Linked DNA regions of Drosophila melanogaster: all the other regions are linked to region 3. The links are chromatin contacts, called in public targeted proximity ligation maps. All regions are on one chromosome and are shown on one strand. The core of a region is the stretch at or near the end of the contact, and the rest is flanking DNA. Distances in the headings are between cores, read along the strand shown.

Region 1 (3,987 bases), core at 107-2,606, 120 kb after region 3:
CAAAGGAGACAAATAATAATATGCGAAAATGGTTGACTCGGACGCTTCCACCCACCGGAGGCCACCGACCACCGCCCACTTGAGGCCACCCACATTCACGTTCACATCCTCGAGAGCTCAAAGGAGAGGAGAGCACGCACCAGCGAAGATAGGAAGGTAACCGTGGGGGCCAAGTGAATTACCAACAACGGGCGAATCAAGAAAAGCATGTGCGCGGCATAATTACGAAGCAATTAGACGAAATTATTATTGAGGTCAGCGGCGAGGAGATGCCGGGGAGTACAGGACACCAGACCCCCCGAGAACATATGGCCATAGTCAACCCACCCACCCCCCTTTTCGGTGGCGTCGGACCAAAGGGATGCGTATGCCATTATCATTCACGCCGGGTGAGGGAATGTAAAGGAAGTAGAACCTCTAAATGGGCACCACAAAGCGCAGACCAAAACAACACTCGTAACTACAAGCTGGTTTAAGTGGCGAAAACCGGAAAAAAATTACGGAAAACGACGAGTGGACGAGGACACAACGAATAGGTCGAGAAAAACTATAAACAAATGATTAACAAATCATCTTAGGGCAGCTGTATGGCCCATGTTTCAACTATAAAAGTGAACGAATAAAGTAAAATCTAAGATTAACTCTTTTCAATTTGTTTGTATATTGAGAGTGTCAAATACGGTGCTACACAATTAAATTGAAACAAAAAAAAATTATTTATTTCTTATCTCTAATTAGTTTTATTTCGAAACTACGTCTGATTTTTGTAACTTTTAAGTTTAATAATTGGAATCCAGCTGGACAGCGAACTCCAAAGAGTGCTATTTATATAAAAAGTATGCTTAACATTTGACACGTGCCTTTTGGCATTTGGGTCACAAGTTCAGTAAAAGAAACATTTAAGTTCAATTTCCCATAGTCGATGCAATCGCGTGTGCGAAGTTCAATGTTGGGCACTCGTTCAATGAAGCAGTCAAAACATGGCGCAAAACGGCAATGACAAGCAGGTGAACAATGAAACTTATACCCAAAGGAGGCGTGACGCGGCCTTAATTGTCGATATGCTGCAGCTGATGTGTTTGGTTGCATGTTGGCTGTTTACCACGCGCTCCCAAAATCAGTACAACTTAATGCAAACATTTAAAACTTATAAAATTTAAAATGTTTAAGATTTATGAACGCGGTAAAAGCATACATTTAATTGTGCATTATAATTTAAAATAGACACGAAGCATTTGAATACGCGCCAAAAAGATATCAATTTCATCGATATTAAAATCGATTTCACAAAAACGATGCCAAAAAATACCAAACGTCTTTAAGGCGCTGTCGGTTTTTTTCCGTTGCTAGCTGGTATTTTCCATCAGTCGAGCAGCGGTCACTCTCAACGCTAAAATTAAAACTCCGAGTATAGGTGGTTTCGCTTCTGAAATTTTGGAATAAAAGTGTTCAATTGTGTCAAGTGCACAAGCTATTGGATAGAACTTGCGTATTTGCATTGTGAAAAGTGTTTATTTGGACCGCGAAACAAGCGAAAAGAAATCAGAGTGTCTGCTGCGAAGACGAATTAAAGGGGAGACGGAGTAACAATGAGTGAGCGAGACGGAGCAGACCAGCGTGTACGCTAGCGGTGCTCTTCTAACCAAATAAAACAAAACAAAGGAGAGACAAAGGATAGAAACCCCGAAAAAGGCACACTCGCACACACATACACATGCACTCGCTAGCAATAAGAAGAGCAGTCAGCAGACGGATAAACTTTAGCAAATGTAGCTAAATTAACAATCAATCGAAGGGTCCAAGGATATAGCCAGCCAATCCGAACCGATCGGTGGCACTCCACATCGAAAGCGAAGTGAGGGGAACGAGAGAAAGAGCGAAAAGTCGTCGCCAAATTGTGCATGTGCATGTGGCAGTGTGTGTATGCCAGTGTGAGTGCGTGTGCATATGGGGTTGGAAAACTGTGAAAACTCAAACGCAAAAGTCTTTGGGTCTGATTAACTCGTGGAAAACTGATCATCGCTGGGCAGGTGAAGCGAAGATGCCGAGCGCCTCATTCACCTCATCGCGCACCTACGTGCGCCGCTCCCGACGGAAAGGAGCCAACCGGATAGCAATGCCCAACCGGCCGACGGGCAACATTATGGACCCCATGCTTCAGCAGAACGTGACCGCCGCCGGTGCGGGAGCCAGTGCATCCGGTTCCAACAGCAATGCCGCCAGTAGTTCCGGGGCTGGTGGCGTTGGCAACAACAACGCCAGCAGTAGCGGAAGCAGTGGCGCCACCTCCACATCCGGATCTGCAGCGGCGGCAGCATCAGCCGCCGGACCTACTGCAGCAGGAGCCTCTAGTTCTGCAGAGTACTTTGACAGCGGCCAAGGAGCTAGTGGATCCAGCGGAGCAGCTTCATCGGGCTTCTCTGGCAGCTTTTACAATGCCCTGCAAATGATGGACACCACTGAGAGTTCGGGCGCCGGCACCAGCCAGTCAACGCCACCGGCATTAGGAGCCTCCTCCACCACCGCTTCGAAGTCCACCTGCGCCACAGTCGGATCTAGTACGGCAAGCACGTCGGCCGCCGCAGCAGCTGCAGCCTCCGCTTCTGCCGGAAGTAGTCACCAGAGCCCGTACGACTTGCGCCGAAAGATCTCCGCTAGCAGCCACGAACAGTGGCCCACTAGTTCATCTTCCGCCGTGGCAGCAGCTGCCGCAATACTCGTGGGACCATCGAGCAGCTCCCCGCCACTGGTTAATCCGGGTGCCTCGCCCTCCAGCTCCTCATCGTCCTCCTCCTCTAGCTCGTCGTCTTCGTCCGCCTCGTCCTCGAGCTCCTCGTCCAATGTTCAGGCGCCCTCGACCAGCGCCACCTTTCCGGTGAACAATGCACCCACCACTGGAGCCACTCTGGCGCAGCCACCCAATGTCCACAGTTCGGTGCCGCAACAGCATTGTGGAGCACTGCCGGTTGGCGCTGCCATCGAGGATAATAACTACATGCTGCCGGCTAGGAAAAGATCTCGACGCCTCTACACACAAGGCGGAGAGATGGGACCGTCTGCAGGTGCCACAGGTGAAGCAGCCGGAGCTGGAACAGCTGCGTCCGGCGGAGCAGGTTGTGCGCCCACAGCGGCCCAGTACCTTCAGTATGAACTGCCCGACGAGGTACTGCTGGCCATCTTCTCGTATCTTATGGAACAGGACCTATGCCGGCTGGCGCTTGTATGTAAGCGCTTTAACACCATTGCCAACGACACGGAGCTGTGGAAGCGTCTCTATCAGTCTGTCTTTGAGTACGACCTGCCGCTCTTCAACCCGGAACTGTGCAAGTTCGTGTTTGAGAAGCCCGAAGAGTCGGAGTACGCTAATCCGTGGAAAGAGAGCTTCCGCCAGCTGTACCGCGGTGTGCACGTGCGTCCCGGTTACCAGGAGCGTCGCAGCTCTGGCCGTAGTATTGTGTTCTTCAACACCATTCAGGCGGCTCTGGATTACCCAGAAGAGCGAGCGGCTGCAGGAGTTTTTGTGCCAGCCGGTGCAGGAGCCGGCAATGTGGTATCCGCCGGACTGTCCAACACAAGTGCGTCAGCGGGAGTCGGTGGTGCCAGCGTTAACGCACTGGTCAACATCTATGAGGAACAAGTGGCTCCGACCGAGCATCCTGGACCATTGATATTCCTACATGCTGGTCATTACAAGGGGGAATATTTGTTCATCGATTCGGACGTGGCACTTGTTGGTGCAGCGCCTGGCAACGTTGCCGAATCAGTGATCTTGGAACGGGAGGCCGGATCCACTGTGATGTTTGTAGAGGGGGCCAAGTACGCCTACGTGGGTTACCTCACACTCAAGTTTTCGCCTGAAGTTACATCAACAGTATCGCATCACAAGCACTACTGCCTGGACATCGGCGAGAACTGTTCTCCAACTGTGGACAATTGCATCATTCGCTCTACCTCGGTGGTGGGTGCTGCCGTCTGTGTGGGCGGGGT
Region 2 (4,238 bases), core at 559-3,058, 110 kb before region 3:
GTACAAAGACACGATGCTAACTCAAGCCACGCAGCCCCTTCTGCGGGTTAAATCGAGCTCGGAGGGTAATCCGTAAATAAATCATTCTTGTTCTTTGTTTTAAACCTACGCTCTATTGTATGAAATCAAACAATGGCATTGGGCGGACAGTAGTATATGTTCAGGGACTTGTCCTCAGAAGCAGAGGCCACCTTGTCGTTTCCGGGGCTATATCGGACGCCCCACACCTGATCTGTGTGCTCGGCGAACGTGTGCAGGCACTTGCGTTCCGAGGTGTCCCATATTTTCACGCTGTTATCACTGGAGGAGCTGGCAAAGTGTTTGCCGTCCTCGGAGAATGCCACGCACAGCACCCAAGATGCGTGCCCAGATAGGGTGCCCACAACGTCGGAGTGGGTTCTAAAACGAGGAGATAGTAGTGCCTGAAAATGTCATAGGTGTTAAGCCACTTACACATCATAAAGCTTCATGTGACCATCATCTGAGGCAGTGAGCAGCAGCTGCGAGTTCGGAGAAAAGCAAAGGCTACGCACTGGCATCGCGTGTCCTTCCAATGTTTGCACTACCTTGCCCGCGGCCACATCGAAAATGGTAATGATACCATCGATGGCTCCACTGGCAATGTACTTGCCATCGGGACTCTAGAATAATACAGCTATAGGATTCTCAAAATGGGTTATTTACCAGATAAAGCTTACGTAGGCAATGCTAAGCGTGTATTTCCCATTTTGGGCATCCAATGTCTGCTCTGCCTTTCCGGTTTCCACACTGTACATGGAGATTTTGCCGTCGTTCAGTCCGGATATCACATATTTGTTGCAGGGTGAAAATTGCACCGTCCAGAGATCAACAGGCCCAAAGCTAAGTAGGTGTTTCTTGTCGCCCGAACGGGCATCCCACAAACACATGGTGGAGTCCAGAGAACTACTGGCAATGGCTGGAAGGAAGGCGGCACCATTAATTGATGTCCATTTCTCTATCTCCCAAGTACAGAATCTTTCAACCTACTCTGTCCATCGGAACTGACGGCCACAGAAACAACTCCCAGGGCATGTCCTTTTAGTTTGTGGCGCAACTTTAGGGTGTTGTCCTCCTGCAAGTCCCACACCTTTACCAAGTCATCCAGTCCGCCGGTGACCAAGAAATCCTTCGGGCGGGCCTCCTTCTTATCGAAATCAAAGGGATTCTCCTCGGGCTCCACGACCGCGTCATCCGGATCTGAGGCCGCAGTGTCGCGTCCCCAGGTGCACGCCCATAGCTGACTGTCGTGCGCATTTTCCTCTTTATGAAGGACAGAAAACTAGCGGAAAAAAGGGATGTATAAAAGGCACAGTTCGTTAAATATCTACTTACCATTTTAAAATGCCGGAAAAGTGTTTATTTTATGCGAACGAGAGCGATCAGCAAATTAGCTGTTATCGATAACAATGGTTGACGTTAGAATTAGTATTGAAAAGGGAGGTTTACAGTGGGTCAAAACTGTTATGCTGAATATGTTTCAATGTGAATAAATTAAACATGGAATTCTTTATATAAATGAAAGAAATAAAGAAGTATAAAACAAATTGACGTTTTTAAAATTTTTTCACAGGTAATATTATATATAACAAAATAATATTTTACTTTATTATATCTTTATTATACTTATTTAGGTAAAAAGCTTAGTTTTTAAGTAAACATGTTATATATTAAATTATTTGAATTGCTATTTATTGTTTTGGTATATTTGCCCATATGGCACACGGCATAATACCACTTTCCCGCCATGGTCACACCATCGGCTTATAGTTGCACTCCCGGCGCGGCCACACTGTTTATAGCCGTCGAGAACCGAGGAACGAACGTCGCGTTTTAAAAAACAAATCCCCAAACGACTCGGACGCGAGATCCAAGCGACTGGCGAGGAAAAGTGTAAGTGACGGGTGCAATTACGTGCCCCACGGTGCAGCCATGCCCGGATCTACCAGTGCGGTTATATAATGCGGATATAGTTATAGTTCTTAGCCCCTCGCGATACGATATCAAAAACAAAGGAACGAATAGGACCAACGCGTGTGTTCTGCTTTTCAGTTTTCGGTTCGTTTTCGATTTTTTTTCATTTTGCTGTCGTCGCCGCCGTGAATTCGAATATGTATGATTTTCTTCTATGGATCCGCGTGTCTGGAATATATTAATAAACATAAACAGTGAAGCCTCGTTCGTTCGTGTGTGTGGGGGCGGGTGTGCGTGAGCGTGAGTGCGAGTGTGTGTGTGGTTGTGCATCAGCATATTATTTATCTCACATATCATATCTTTCGACAAAATCGAAAAGATTCGAATGATTCATTCTTGTGGCAGCAGGACTCGCCGATTTGTGCACTAAACCGAAATGAAAGGCATATAGTTTTGCTGCACTTTCCATGTGTTTTTCGTGGTGTGTTTGTTTTATTGATTCCCACTTTCCCGTTCCCCGTTCTCCGTTTTCCGCCCAGTTTCCACTTCTTCCCCTCCGTACAACATTCATATTCGCGCCTGCCCCCACAACTTCGTTTCCGATTTGGTGTAAACAATAACGGCAACCGGTTTTCGCGTGCAACTTTATCTCCCTAATATCGCCATTCCTCTTATTCTTCTTCTCTTCCTCTGCTCACTTTTGTTTCGATTATAATCGCAATTTGCCGTTTTCAAAATGATATATGCAAACCCTTTCGAATAAATCAAACAGTTCCAACTGAATTTGTAAATTATCAAGGTGAGTCGCCAGCCGGGGATCAATAATGCTATATTATAAGATGAAGTGGAAGATTTGCATGTTTATGTAATCTTATCGGTATTTTATGTTAATTTTCTCACACATGTTGGGATTCATATATCTTAAGAGAGGTGTATTCATTTCATAAAACATTCTTTACTTGAGATTTGGTATATGAAAGTTAGTTATTCGTTTATTTTAACAATACTACAGGCAAACGATGTCTTCTAGGGTATGAAATGGTCCTATAGAAAGAAAGGTAGTTAGGTAGTAGTAGTGACGCTTAAAGATCCGTAAAGTTAAATGACTCTAAATCCCACAGCTTTGCTCCACTTCCATTCGTAATTCCAAAGCAAACCCATCACGGTTGCTCTTAGCCTTCGCACTAATGTGACTGGAGGATAAGAATAAATGTTTGCCCTTAAGAGGTGCTCAAAAGGCGTCAAAAAAAAAAAAAATAATAATAAGAATGGAAAAACTAGACCATAAACATAAATGCATTTCACAGCTGCCATTAGTGCACAACTTTTCACAATCGGCGAGAAAAACCAGCGCAAAAACCAAGTACGACAAAATGGAAATCCAGGGCATGCAAAAAGAAAATGAAACAGTGGCAAACTGCGGAAAAAGCCAAAGCCCAGGCGCAATGCACTCGGAAAATGGATGGAAAACCAACAAAGTTATTAGTTGAGGTGGGAATACCGCGGTTCCAAGATCGCGGGGAAATGCGAAGTCAAGTGTGGAAAAGCGCTCGCTGGGAAAAGCGTGACATAGTCAAAAGCAATGGGGGCGAAATTGGAGCAATTTGAGTCTGTGCAATGTGACATCATTGTAAGGGGCGTGACGGAGGGCGTGGCAGCAGCCGACAATGACAAGTGCCGAAGTTTTCCAAAAACAAAAGAAAGTCAAACAAGAAAGCAGGGAACATTATTGTCAAGTAAGCGAAAAGATTTGACATATTAGCCATGACATTATTTTAAAGAAATTCAGTAAATTACATGAAATATCTATCAAAGTAGATAATCAAATGATTGTTTTGAGATTATATACAGTGCTTAGTACATGAAGATAAAATAAGAATAAAATGATATATAGTGCTATTTGTAAACCCATTGTACGGGTTGAACTCTATGGAAATTACCAAGAGAGTCGCAATCACGAACATCCTCTGATAAGAATATAGCTGGAATAATCGCCATTCGTTGAACCCCCCAGTCACAAGAGCAATATATAGGAGCATTGACTTTTAAGATCGCGTTCTGATGTCGGTGCAATTTTCTTTACACCAATCAAGGCAGCCCAGAAAATGAAAATGTGATGGCGTCAAGTCATGACATTGCACTGGCAAAAGCACAAGAACAATGGGAAAGTACTCACCATTTGGATTCCAGTGGAAGAGCCAAACTTTTTGCTTGACTGAATAAATATTTCTGGTCCGATCTTTGGCATGGCCAAAAGTGTATTTAAATCCAGAGATAAGATAATAGGTGGAGCATTGCTATTTATA
Region 3 (3,999 bases), core at 259-2,758:
TTAAAGACCAAGTCAATTTGGCTAATCGACTTTAAGACACAATTTTTTTCTGTTTTTCCTGCCCAAGTGGAACTTGTTGATAATTAATTTACAACTTGTTTTTGTTGTTCTGATTTTGTTGTTGAGTATTTTTTGTTGATTTCGTTCTTCATTTTTTTGCGCTATTTTGTTTTGCAACGGTAAACTTGTTTGTAAAATTATTTATATTATTATTCCTGCTGTTGTTGTTGTTGTTGGGGTCTGTGTGTTTTTGTGCTGTTCTTTTGCTTTTCTTTGCACGCTGCCAGTTTTCCCATATTGTTTGTTTTTGCAATAAGCAACACAGGCGAATGCAGCTGGAAAACGACGGGGGTTGGGGTGCCAAATGGGGGGGGGGGGTACTTTGCTCCCCCGGCGGCGGTTGCTGTTGTTAATCATTGCAATTACAACAGCAGTAATAACAACAAGAAAAAAAAAGAATGAAAACAAAACAACGACAACAACAACATAGTTAACTTTAACTGAGTAACCTGGCCAATTGACGCTTACACGCTTTTATTAGTCGAACGCGTGAGGATCGGGGTTCTGGGGGGGCGCTTTTTTTGTGGGAAGGGGGAGGGAGGTATGTTCCATATAGATGGGGTCTGTCGTCTACTAGAGCGTTAAAAATTAGCACTGATGCAACGCATTCGCCGCGTAAATTGACATTTACGCGATAATTACGCGCTTATTATATTTATTACCACTTTTTTCCGCATTTAATTCGCCTGCATTTGTTCTTTTTCTTTTTCTTTTTTTTTTTGATTTAATTATTTTGTTTATATTTCTGCTGTATCATTATGCGTTCTTTGTCTGTCAAGTGCAATTGCACTGCGATAAAATGAAATGCTGCTTAATGAACGGTTGTGTGCAACTGGATTTTCCAAGATCAAATTCATTCAATGGTATGAATCAAACGAATATTAGCCAATATTATTCAAACCACAACTTGTTTACCCGGCGAATTAACTACACAACTGTTTACTCAAACTATCAGCTCGCTTGCTAAACTATGCAAATTAATAATAATAAAAAAAGCGCATTAAAAACCCAAATTCCGCGTGCGAGAAAATCACATATCTGACCAGTTGTAGGTGCGGGGGTGTGCGGAATGAGGGGGTATTTATAGGGGGGTGGGCATTTGATATTACGTCGCATTACGCGAGAAGCGCGTGTCACTCGATGGTAGGGCAGGGGGGGCAGGGGCGTGCCCGGGGGCTTTGGGAGCGGTTCCGTGCAAGGTGAGCGAGTTGTTATCATTACACGTGTGTGTGAGTGCCGTCTCCCTCTTTCCCGCTGCCCAGATGTGGCATATCAAAACATAACGAATATGGCGGCGATAGACACGCACACAGATGCACACACACACCCACACAAGCACACACACACATACGCAGACTCGAAATCGCGAGAGCTTTGTGCTTACAGCTTATTTGCGTATCTGTGTGCGGAGCGGGAAAAATACTTCCGCATTCGCAGGCGGCTTTCGAAACAATAACAAAAAAAAAAACAGCACAATGAAATAAAAACGAAGGGGCAACGGGCAATGATAAACTAAACTAACTGAAACTGCGGCAAAACCACCGGCAAATGGTCTCCTTGTTTGGTTTCAGTTTCACAACTACAGGGTGGCGTTCCCTTCGCCCCACCTACCCACCTATGTATGTACAATGTGCCACATGCCACATGCCGCATCTCGCGCTCGCCGGCATTGTAATTAATTAAATTAAACTGGCCCAGCGACTCGCGCTGAACTCAATTGAATTTTATTTGAATTTTATTACAACGAACGACACAATGAAGCCGAATCAGCAGAAGCAACTCTGTATTTCCTAGTTTTCCATTTTTTTCGGCAACAGCAACATAAGCTATAGTTGCCACTTGCAACACCAGCAGCAACAGTTGCAGGCGGAACAGCAACAATGCCGCATGACTGTAGTTTTAGTTTTTCCAGCTGTTTTTTGTTTCGACTTTGGATGGCCGGTTAGCATTTGCGACGCAATTCAAGTGACCAAACCCCTCTCCGCCGCAACGCGACCTCCTTTGAACCGCACACCCCTGGCTGGCTGGACATGTCGAGCCATATTTTGCCGCCTGCCTGCGCTTTTTGTTTTCAGCTCCCAAGTTTGCTCTTTTTCATTCTTTATTTTGATTATTATTGTTATTATTTTTATTATCAATTGAGAACGTGGCCGGCATTCAGCGCTGATGTTGCTGCTTTTTGCACACTTGACTAATAGTTTCGACTGCGGCGCGCGAGGCTTATCAATTGAAATTGAAATGGAATACGCAGCCATCAGTGGCGAGTGACAAACGCTCCAATTGTAAGTCGGAAATTTAATGCTCTACACTTGTCGTCACATTAATGGGGCCAAGGGACTAGCTGTGATATCTGTGATATATGCATGCATAGACAGATATGTTTTTGCCCAAAATGAACCTACTTCTGACCTCATTTTCCGTTGCATGGTAACACTACAAAAGGGACGCTAATTTGATTTGCTTGGTCACATTTAATTTGCTTGGAATTACAAAAGAATTCAGGATACCCAGTCCGGTCAGAAATAAAAGTTCCCCGTTTGATTAGAGCGCTCACTTAGACTATGACACCCGGCCCCCGACCGCCTGCCTGCGTAATCAAATGTTAGTGTTTCGTATTTTGTACTTTTTGTCGTCGCCGCCGTCTTTAAGTTCGACGTAGTCGTCGCGACGTCTGAGCGGGTAGTAATTGAAAATTTGAATTATTTTGCAATCAGCTGTCGTCCCAGTGGAATGGAGCATTGTGAAAGTCAGCGAAACGCGGGGGTGCTGCTGAGAACTCTTTATGTAAGTGCAGTTAAAGCGGCGTCTATGCTAAATAGCTGGGCGTGGCCGGTCGAGGGCGCAGCTGGCCGACAAGACGGAGACACAATTTTATTATAGATATTATACATGGATCGGTCGATGTCCGTGACTTGGTGGCCGGTTCCGCTAATTTGTCGCCACTTATAAATTATTGATATGGCCCAGTCTCCACAGACGCCAATCGTTGCATATTTATGCAAAAGCCGTAAGCCAAAGTCGAAGCACACAAAACGAACGAATAAAACTGCGATTAAAAACCGGGTAGGACCGGCAAAATGATTGGCCGTTCTTACTCAGGTAAACAGATATTCTGAGTGTTTACCTTAAGCTTAAACCAAGAGGTTTCGCCATTAGGTTTCTCTATTCCTGGGGCCAACCATCATGAATTGTGATTAATCTGGCATGATTTCTGTTTCCTATGCTGGTTTACTATACTATATTTGAGAAACTTAGCGTCTGTACTCACTTGTGCTGCGCCGTCAGCTGCGATGGCACCTCAATACTGTGTGTGGTGGTTCTGCGGCGTTCGCCACTCATGTCGGCGAGTCTGGCAAAGTCCGTGTCGCGATCCTGGTCTGCCAGACGGGCGGAGCGTCGCGATTCCAGCAGACGCACTTCCTCCAGTCGCTTCTTCAGCTCAATGGGTTCCTGCAAACGGAATGGGAAAAAGAGAACGGACTTGGGTTAGTCAGAAGCTTCTTATCGGCTGGCCTGGTGCTGTTCAACGGTCGCCATGAGTCACCCGCTGGAACAATTAAAGCGCACAACTTTATTGAGCATCCCATTACAAATTAATGACCCAGTGTGGGCACTTTAGAGCGATTCCTAATTGAGAAAACGGCGACATGGAACACATATTCCTGGGGGGGGTATCTGCATCTAACATTGTTGCATCGACATCCGTCACGCAAGGCGAGTGTTTCCCAATAATTGTAGTATCTATTCCGCGGCGAAATCCCTGGAAATCTGATTTGATAATAGGCAAAAACTATTTCCGAGAAGTGAAAAACCAATTAAATTATAGTTCACGGGGCAAAAACTAAGTACAAATTCAACGAGTGATTCAAGCTTAATTACAGACCATCGTAAGCAGTCCTTATATACATATGTATGAAACTACCTTAACCGGGTGAGTAT

What was found.
Region 1: a contact with region 3 is called in a targeted proximity ligation map of the Kc167 cell line, with 2.6 times the contacts expected there. A contact is called at or near these places in 7 of 107 Hi-C or Micro-C datasets (the Clone 8 cell line, the Kc167 cell line, the S2 cell line and 3 more) and 1 of 7 datasets of targeted methods (the Kc167 cell line).
Region 2: a contact with region 3 is called in a targeted proximity ligation map of the Kc167 cell line, with 2.9 times the contacts expected there. A contact is called at or near these places in 4 of 107 Hi-C or Micro-C datasets (the Clone 8 cell line, the Kc167 cell line and wing imaginal disc) and 2 of 7 datasets of targeted methods (both in the Kc167 cell line).

The regions. Positions count from the first base shown.
Region 1 is chr3R:9,806,737-9,810,723 of dm6, reverse strand. FBXO11 (F-box protein 11) reads left to right here and starts at 1,356. Exons shown (of 4, transcript NM_001275512.1): 1 at 1,356-3,987. The coding sequence starts at 2,042. It also overlaps asRNA:CR44035.
Region 2 is chr3R:10,040,465-10,044,702 of dm6, reverse strand. Mical (Molecule interacting with CasL) reads left to right here and starts at 1,808. Exons shown (of 24, transcript NM_176447.2): 1 at 1,808-1,911; 2 at 2,705-2,731. CG3909 reads right to left here and starts at 1,433. Exons shown (of 5, transcript NM_141712.4): 1 at 1,354-1,433; 2 at 1,009-1,300; 3 at 699-937; 4 at 454-641; 5 at 97-399. The coding sequence starts at 1,356. The coding sequence ends at 126. It overlaps CG11722, which reads left to right. Exons shown (of 4, transcript NM_141713.4): 4 at 1-107. The coding sequence ends at 76.
Region 3 is chr3R:9,929,875-9,933,873 of dm6, reverse strand. Glut4EF (Glucose transporter 4 enhancer factor) reads right to left here. Exons shown (of 7, transcript NM_001275515.1): 2 at 3,329-3,510. CG46467 reads right to left here. Exons shown (of 7, transcript NM_001382173.1): 2 at 3,329-3,510. Among named protein-coding and RNA genes, the nearest start is that of lncRNA:CR45029, 53 kb to the right of the region's middle.